Linked DNA regions of Aedes aegypti: region 1 is linked to region 2. Evidence: chromatin contacts called from public Hi-C data. All regions are on one chromosome and are shown on one strand. Each heading gives the region's core, a stretch centred on a gene start, on an enhancer-like site or on the middle of the called end of the contact. The rest is flanking DNA. Distances are from core to core; before and after follow the strand shown.

What was found. A called contact is a pair of places that touch in the nucleus more often than the background predicts.
Region 1: a Hi-C map of whole pupa shows a contact between it and region 2, with 2.3 times the contacts expected there. The contact joins the promoter of LOC23687627 here to the enhancer-like site in region 2. A contact is called at or near these places in 2 of 2 Hi-C or Micro-C datasets (whole body and whole pupa).

The regions. Positions count from the first base shown.
Region 1 is chr1:213,274,423-213,277,888 of AaegL5.0, forward strand. LOC23687627 (GIGYF family protein CG11148) reads right to left here and starts at 1,906. Exons shown (of 9, transcript XM_021857487.1): 1 at 1,713-1,906.
Region 2 is chr1:213,233,561-213,237,004 of AaegL5.0, forward strand. The region is part of intron 1 of LOC23687627 (GIGYF family protein CG11148); the gene reads right to left. Among protein-coding and RNA genes, the nearest start is that of LOC5576289, 13 kb to the left of the region's middle. Within about 2 kb of position 1,666, at least 3 of the 3 cell types and tissues checked have open chromatin away from gene starts, as enhancers often do.

The sequences.
Region 1 (3,466 bases), core at 656-3,155, 41 kb after region 2:
TATCGTGTTATTTCATAAAAACCTAATATAAATGAATATTTGACTTATTCTAGATTCTAGATACCTTCTGAAGCAACTTAATGATGAATCCCCGGTGAATTTTTTTTTTCTATCTTTATAACGAGATTTTTAGTCCTGGGCTAGTTCCAGTGAATCAAATTATCATCAAAATAGACGAAAAACAAACAACAAAGCAAGCTCGCTCACAACCGTTTGTCACAACTGTTGCGGATAAAGACACAATCAAAAGCAAAATTGTCATGACAATTACAGAACGCAACATTGTTTCAAACTTTTCAACTCGCGATTAATCAGTTATTTTAAACACAAAACCAAATTTGTTTCATGGATGCTGTTTGATAATGTGTCAATGTTTACCAAGACGGAGAAAATTCTCGAAAATTGCAATGCGAAGCCCAGAAAATCGCTGCGCACGTGGTGATCGATCTTTGTCATATTCTGTTCAAGTGATGATAAACTCATGTTGCGGAATAAAATTGTTGCAACAATAATAGGAGGTGACAATGTCTTTGTTGCTGCGTGTTGGGTGACAATTGATTCACTGGCTAGTTCATCTCGGGACCAACGGCTTTACTTCCCGAAGGAAGTCGTCACTATAACCTTTGTGTCATAAGTGACTATCTCGGGGATAGGATTCGATCCCAGATCCTCAGCGTGTGTTCTAACCACTACACCAGGCCCGTCCTCTGGTGGAATTAAATGCGAGTTTTCTGGAAAAGTTCTTAATAGATTTCCGAAAACAATCAATGAAAGAAATTTGAAGTAGTTCCTTAGATATGCCGTTGACGAACTCAACGAATTTCTTCAATAACTCTGGAAGAAACCTTTTTTCTTGGAAGTTTGAAGTCTTTGAATAATCTGTTAGATTAACTACTGGGAAAATAGGCGGAAGACTGGAATTGGTGATAGTATTTTAGAAAATTTAAATAGGGAAAGTGTACCAGTTATGGCCATAGTGGTTCCCTATTTGACCATATGTGATATTTCGATGACTTTCACATTTTTAATCTTTTTGAATGTTTCAACATCAAGATATATCCTATATCTTACTAGTAAAACACACAAAACTTTTCAAAATGTGTAGACATTCAGATTATTACGTATGGCGAAATAGGGAACCACTATGGCCATAACTGGTACACCTACCCTAGTAATCCCTATAAAAAAACTCCCTTTTAGGTTTGTAATCAGAATTCGCCTACAAGTATCTAAAAAACAAACAATACCAGCCCTGTAAATAGATTGGCGGAAAATTTAACCACGTACAATTTCAGGGCATTTTTTGAAACGACAGGATTAGTCATAAAACTTCAAATTCTATCAAAATTGAGAAAAACCCTTGAAAGTTTACTAAAAACAAAAAAAAATGTCCACATAACGCACTCTTCTGTCCCACTGTGCGTTGTCTTCCACCACATTGCACGCACACTTTGACAGCACGAGACTTTGTGTGATGTAGTTCGGATGGACGGAACAACGGCGACGATGTGCGATGCGAGGAAGAAAGAACAAGGAGGAGGCAATGATGGCAGGAAGGCAGCAGCCAAAGTAGCCGTCGTCGTCGTCGTAGAAAATTTTTCTCCTCGCAGAAGCAGCAGCAACTCGTTGTGCTTTTCGGTATGTCGTCCCCACAGAGCAGCACCGTCCATTTTTCGCGTGCAATTTGTGCAACTTTTGCGACCGCCGCTTACCTGAATTCCACGCGTAAACGATGCACCGCTCGCTGGAGAACACTTTCCGCACGAAATTGCACCCGTTCAAACTGTCGCACTACCGAAAAGATCGCAATAATTTTCTTCGTCGGATTAAACCCCGAGGAGAGCCAAAATACCGCCGCCTGCGTGTTTGAGAGACAACAAAAACACCATGAATGGAAAATTTAGTACTAACGTTGGTCGACGACGACGAAGACGGACAGCCAGGCGAGAAGTTGCGAGAGAGAGTGTCGAAACACTTTGAGCCACGCTGAAGACTTTCGCTACAAACTTAGGGGTCTACATTTCAACTAACATTGTAACACATAAACATAATCGCAAACAACTTTTATTTGGACGTGAATGGCATTTTCAAGTTTTAAAACGACATTTTCAAATTTTGAACCAATCTGACTCACTATAAACGTGCAATCCTTCTAACAAATTATTCACATTCAACAACTCACACAGAATGGATTCAATTTTGTTGGACTGATTTTTAGCGTTCCAGTGTTCGCTCGCTCAGCGATTGAGGGGTAGGGCTCTAGTTGTTCTAAAAGAGCGATGGCGTCGCGCTTGTGACAGAGCTGTCAACCGTTTCGCACGGCGAGGCGGGCAAAACTTTTGACGAAGCGGGCACAATAAAGTCAAGGTCATAAAACTTAGGTAGGAATGAAAAAATATATCTGCACGGAAAAGATCGGGGCAAGGTATCTAGAAGGGAGGTAGTTCAATCCGTCAATCAGAGTATGGGGTCCTAAAGCCCTGTCCCAATTTTAGTGCCAAACGCTTAAGTTTAGGCCAAAAACACATGTTTACTCAATTTTCTAATGTTTTCCGTTGGTTTAAGCCCAAAAAATATTTTTTTTAGATTTTGTCACATCCTTTGTCTTAAACTCAAATTTTGGGTGTATTTTGTTTTCCGTGTCCCTTACGAAATGTCAGATAGGAACAACCCCAGTGGTCGATCTAAAACCCCTGTGGTGTTTTTGTCGACTAAGCGAACGTCAAACATGATCAAAAGTGTCAAGGTTCATTTGTGGACCAAATTTTTAAATTAAAGTTTAAACATGATATAGCCATTATTTGAGCGGGAAAAATTGCTAAAGTAGTTACAGTAACATGCTTTTTCGTGTTATTAAATAAAAACAAGATTTCATTAAAAATTTTTGGACCCAATTCCGCCATGTTGGAAAATAGTTGACAACTGGCAAGTTTGTTTTGCACGATCAAGTCAGCAAGCCATGTAATCCAGGAAACATCTCCCCCAGTGGTGGAAAAGTTCGCATCACGAAGCAGCTCACGAGTGTATACCGGGTACCCCCGTTGGTTTGATCACATTTAATCTGAACGCTTTTTAATTTGTACCCCGCTAATTCGCACATCGTTCAGATTAAAAATGGTTCAAACGTCATTCAGCTCATGGAACGGAATAAAGTGAAATGAAACGCTGTGGAACGGAACGCAGAATTAAAACATAACAGTGAAAGAGGTAACCAGAAAGACGATTTTAGGGTGACTAGATGTTCGAATTAAAAATGAACCCCGACGTTCAAATTAGCGGGGTGCAGGGTACTAACCCATAACAAACATCACAGACTCGCGAACTGGCTAGGTGTGAGCTGAAAGAGACTCGCGAAGAGGAAAAATATCAACGTCATATACAGTCCAGATTCCGCTGTCACAAAACGTCAAATGCAGCCCGTCGTTTTTGGCTGAAAAAGTGAAAAAAGTTTATTCACAAATTTCAT
Region 2 (3,444 bases), core at 416-2,915:
AAAATCACAGGAAATTGCTTCTAGAGCGAAAGATAATCGTTCATCGCTGGATGGTATTTATTTCTAGAAGCGTTGGTTCATATCTGTGGGGCATTTAAACCCATACCACAGTTATGAATCAAAGATAAGACGACTCCATAAGAAACGTCAAAACGTATGCTTTCACTAAGACACAATTTGTTTACCTTGCAAATAAATTGCTGTTATAGTATTCTGATGCATAATATTAGTCAATTAAGGATTCTTTGCGAATTTTGAGGTGTATTCTCGTAAACAACTCTATTCTGCAGTGCCAGAGAGATAATTTGGTACTGTACAGAATCACCATGGTTTTTAATCATATTTTATTCTGAAAATGACCATTAGATGATTTATAACTGTGGGGTGACTGCATTCCCAGAATCCGAACGTAATTTGGTCAGAAATTCCGAAGGAGAATCTGAGTTGAATCGAGTTTCATATGTTCCAGCGATATCCAGTATTGGACAAAACATTTGCAACTTTATCGATTTTCCATACAAAATGACCAACTTTGGCAAGCTAGATCTCAGTTATTCAAGGACCGATTTGAATGAAATTTTCACAAAACATCAGATATAACTTGAATTTTAACATATATTTTTGATTATTTTTTTCCAATCACGAGTTTATAAGTTATAACGGTTTAACTAAAGTGTAAATTTCGACGAAAAATTCAAAACTATTTATTTTAAAATCTGACAGCCCTACACAAAAGCTGTTCTGAGCAAGCTTGTTTATCTCGTTAAAATCTACAACTTTGCTCAAGATACCATGAAGCTATTCCTTCAAAATGTTTAGTTATGTCATTTATAAAAAATCGTCAAAAAAAATCACTTTAGTCAAACCGTTACTGCTTTTGAACCTGTGATTGAAATAATCTCTCAAAAATATATGTTAAAACTCAAGTTATGTCTGATGTTCTGCCAAAATTTCATTTAAATCGGTCTATAAATAACTGAGATACAGCTTACCAAAGTTGCTCATTTTGTATGGAAAATCAAAAAAGTTGCAAATGTTTTTGCAATACTGTATTAATGAAAGAACTGTTAAAAAGTTCTTTCCTAATTCATTGAGATATTTATCCAAGAAATGAGCGGGATATTTCTCCATTATTTGCAAAAAAGTTTCCTTCAGAATTCCTTGAGACGGTTTTAGAATCAAAAAGTTGTAAGCAGTCATTTCCCTCAAGGTTTTAAAAATGAGTTATGTCTGGCGTGTCAATGCAGTAAAAGAGTATAATTAAAGGTTTGATAGAATAAAATTCTATGTAATTTTCGTTATTTTTACCCAATTTGGGAAAACCCGCAATACTAGCAACAATGTGCAGTAAATTGCTTTTCGATAAAGGTGGCACTCTCTCAAAAATAACCATTACGCATTAGCAATAAAATGCTAGGAGAAACAAACTCAATTCAGGAGCAAAAGAAAATCGAGGAGAGTAGAAGAGAGCACCGTGCCTGAAGAGCATAACGACCACATGGCATGGGGTAGTAGTCATCACCATCGGTCGGGTGTACGACACCAGAGAAGTTTTTGCGCAATCGTTATGACTGTATGTAGGTATTCCCTAACTTTATTACACAAGACTCATCATCGGAGACACTGTTTGTCGGTATAGAGACTATAAAACGTAAGGAAAAACGTGGACGTGGAACAGTCAGCCGAGCAGTTGTCGTGTGATGTCGATGCGCGATAATGAATCACCGTGTGGTGGTTTTAGACTGTCGGCGTACATTTAGCAGGGCCTAAGCTCCAAACGTCTAGCGCGGCGACATTGCGTGTATCATGTGCCTTATACTTCGACTCTTCCGCCCGAATCTACGTCATCGTCTTTGAATGTGTTCATTCACCATCGCAAGCTGCACTTTTCATTGATTCAGCTTCTCACCTAACGGTGCCTCTATGATTAGTTTATGCGCTATTCACGTCGCAAATATATGTTGGTTGGAAAAAAGGTCGAAACTAACACACAGGATGGTCCAGCGGTGCATACGACCACTTGTCAGTGTCATTATCGTCATCATCACATGTTGGGTCTTCTGTCGTCGGCTATATAGCAGAGGCACCAAATGTGATGAAAATCTTGTCACGTTTGTATTGGTGAATGGGCAGCCTTTGTTTACATCTGGCAAGCACCACTACCAGAAAACAAATGTGAATCCTAAAGCTTTCTTTGATGTGAAGGCGAAAAAGCTAATTTCTTATTGCATTCTTATATTCAGTAGGTTATACTAATTGATTGCACAAATGAATGTAGGAAAAACAAATAGGTGGTTTATCTGATAGGTTCTAGTCTAATTTACTTATTGAAATACAGCCTGAATCATAATCCAGAGTTTTTTGAGTAATGAGCAACTTTACATTTATCTACTAAGATCTTTCTTTGCTTCCTTCACTTATTTTTAAGGACATTATAAAAGGAAGCCACATAAAAAATGCATGAGTGTTGGTAAAGTAAACTTTTTCCCATATAGTGATTGTATTTGTTAGAACAAGAATCATGTTACAGATACCACCATAAGAACAAACTGTCAAAGTTTGTTTTGATTAGCTAGCTAAATGGCAGTGTTGCGGTAAGCTCATACTGAATGTTCTCAATTATTTGAAAGTTATTCAAACTTGATTTTTATCCGGATTTATTCCTATATATTGAAATGGAAAAAAATCATTCTTCACATTGTTTTAATTTTTGAAGCACAAAGTCTCGGAAATACGGAAAAAATGTGTGATTTGTATAAATTATTTAGAAACAATTCCGGCCCCACTGCTGAAAAAGTCACTAATACTACCACACAACATGACTGCTTATAGTCACCGTCGCGAGTGTTTACTCTCCGTAAAGTGAAATTGGAATTGGAAAAATAAAGCCAGTTCAACGCGATTTGCAAGGTTTTTTCGGTATTTTAATCAAAGTTATAGAAAATTTAGATGTGCGCGGTTGAAGTGATTACATTTGTATTGATTTTTACGTTAAAATTATGCGTAAAAATGCAGTGAGAACTTTGCTGCTAAATTGATGCCGACAAGAATGGAGAAAGAAGCTGAAAGAAACGGAAAATGTACATGGTTTGAAAAATGCACGAGCTACGTCTCCTGACTACAATTGTGCAATAAATTTAGTTTCAGTGAGTAGAATATAGCCATGTGTGCCAGCTATAGCAGTTTCGCATCACAATCTAAAGGTAAGAACCGTAAACTTCGATTCACAAGTTTGCATATTTTTGTCCAAACCAAATGTATGGCAAGAGGGGTGGAAAGGAGGGGAAGTGCGATAGGTGCCATGTTAGACGCCATTTCTGGCCTTGCTTTATAATGTCCTTAAGGGTGAAATAAGAAAACTGCCCACACTATCATGGGTCCCCTAGTCACGATTATTAGTCACTCTATTTCACATTTAATTCTAATGAAAATGACCCACAATAT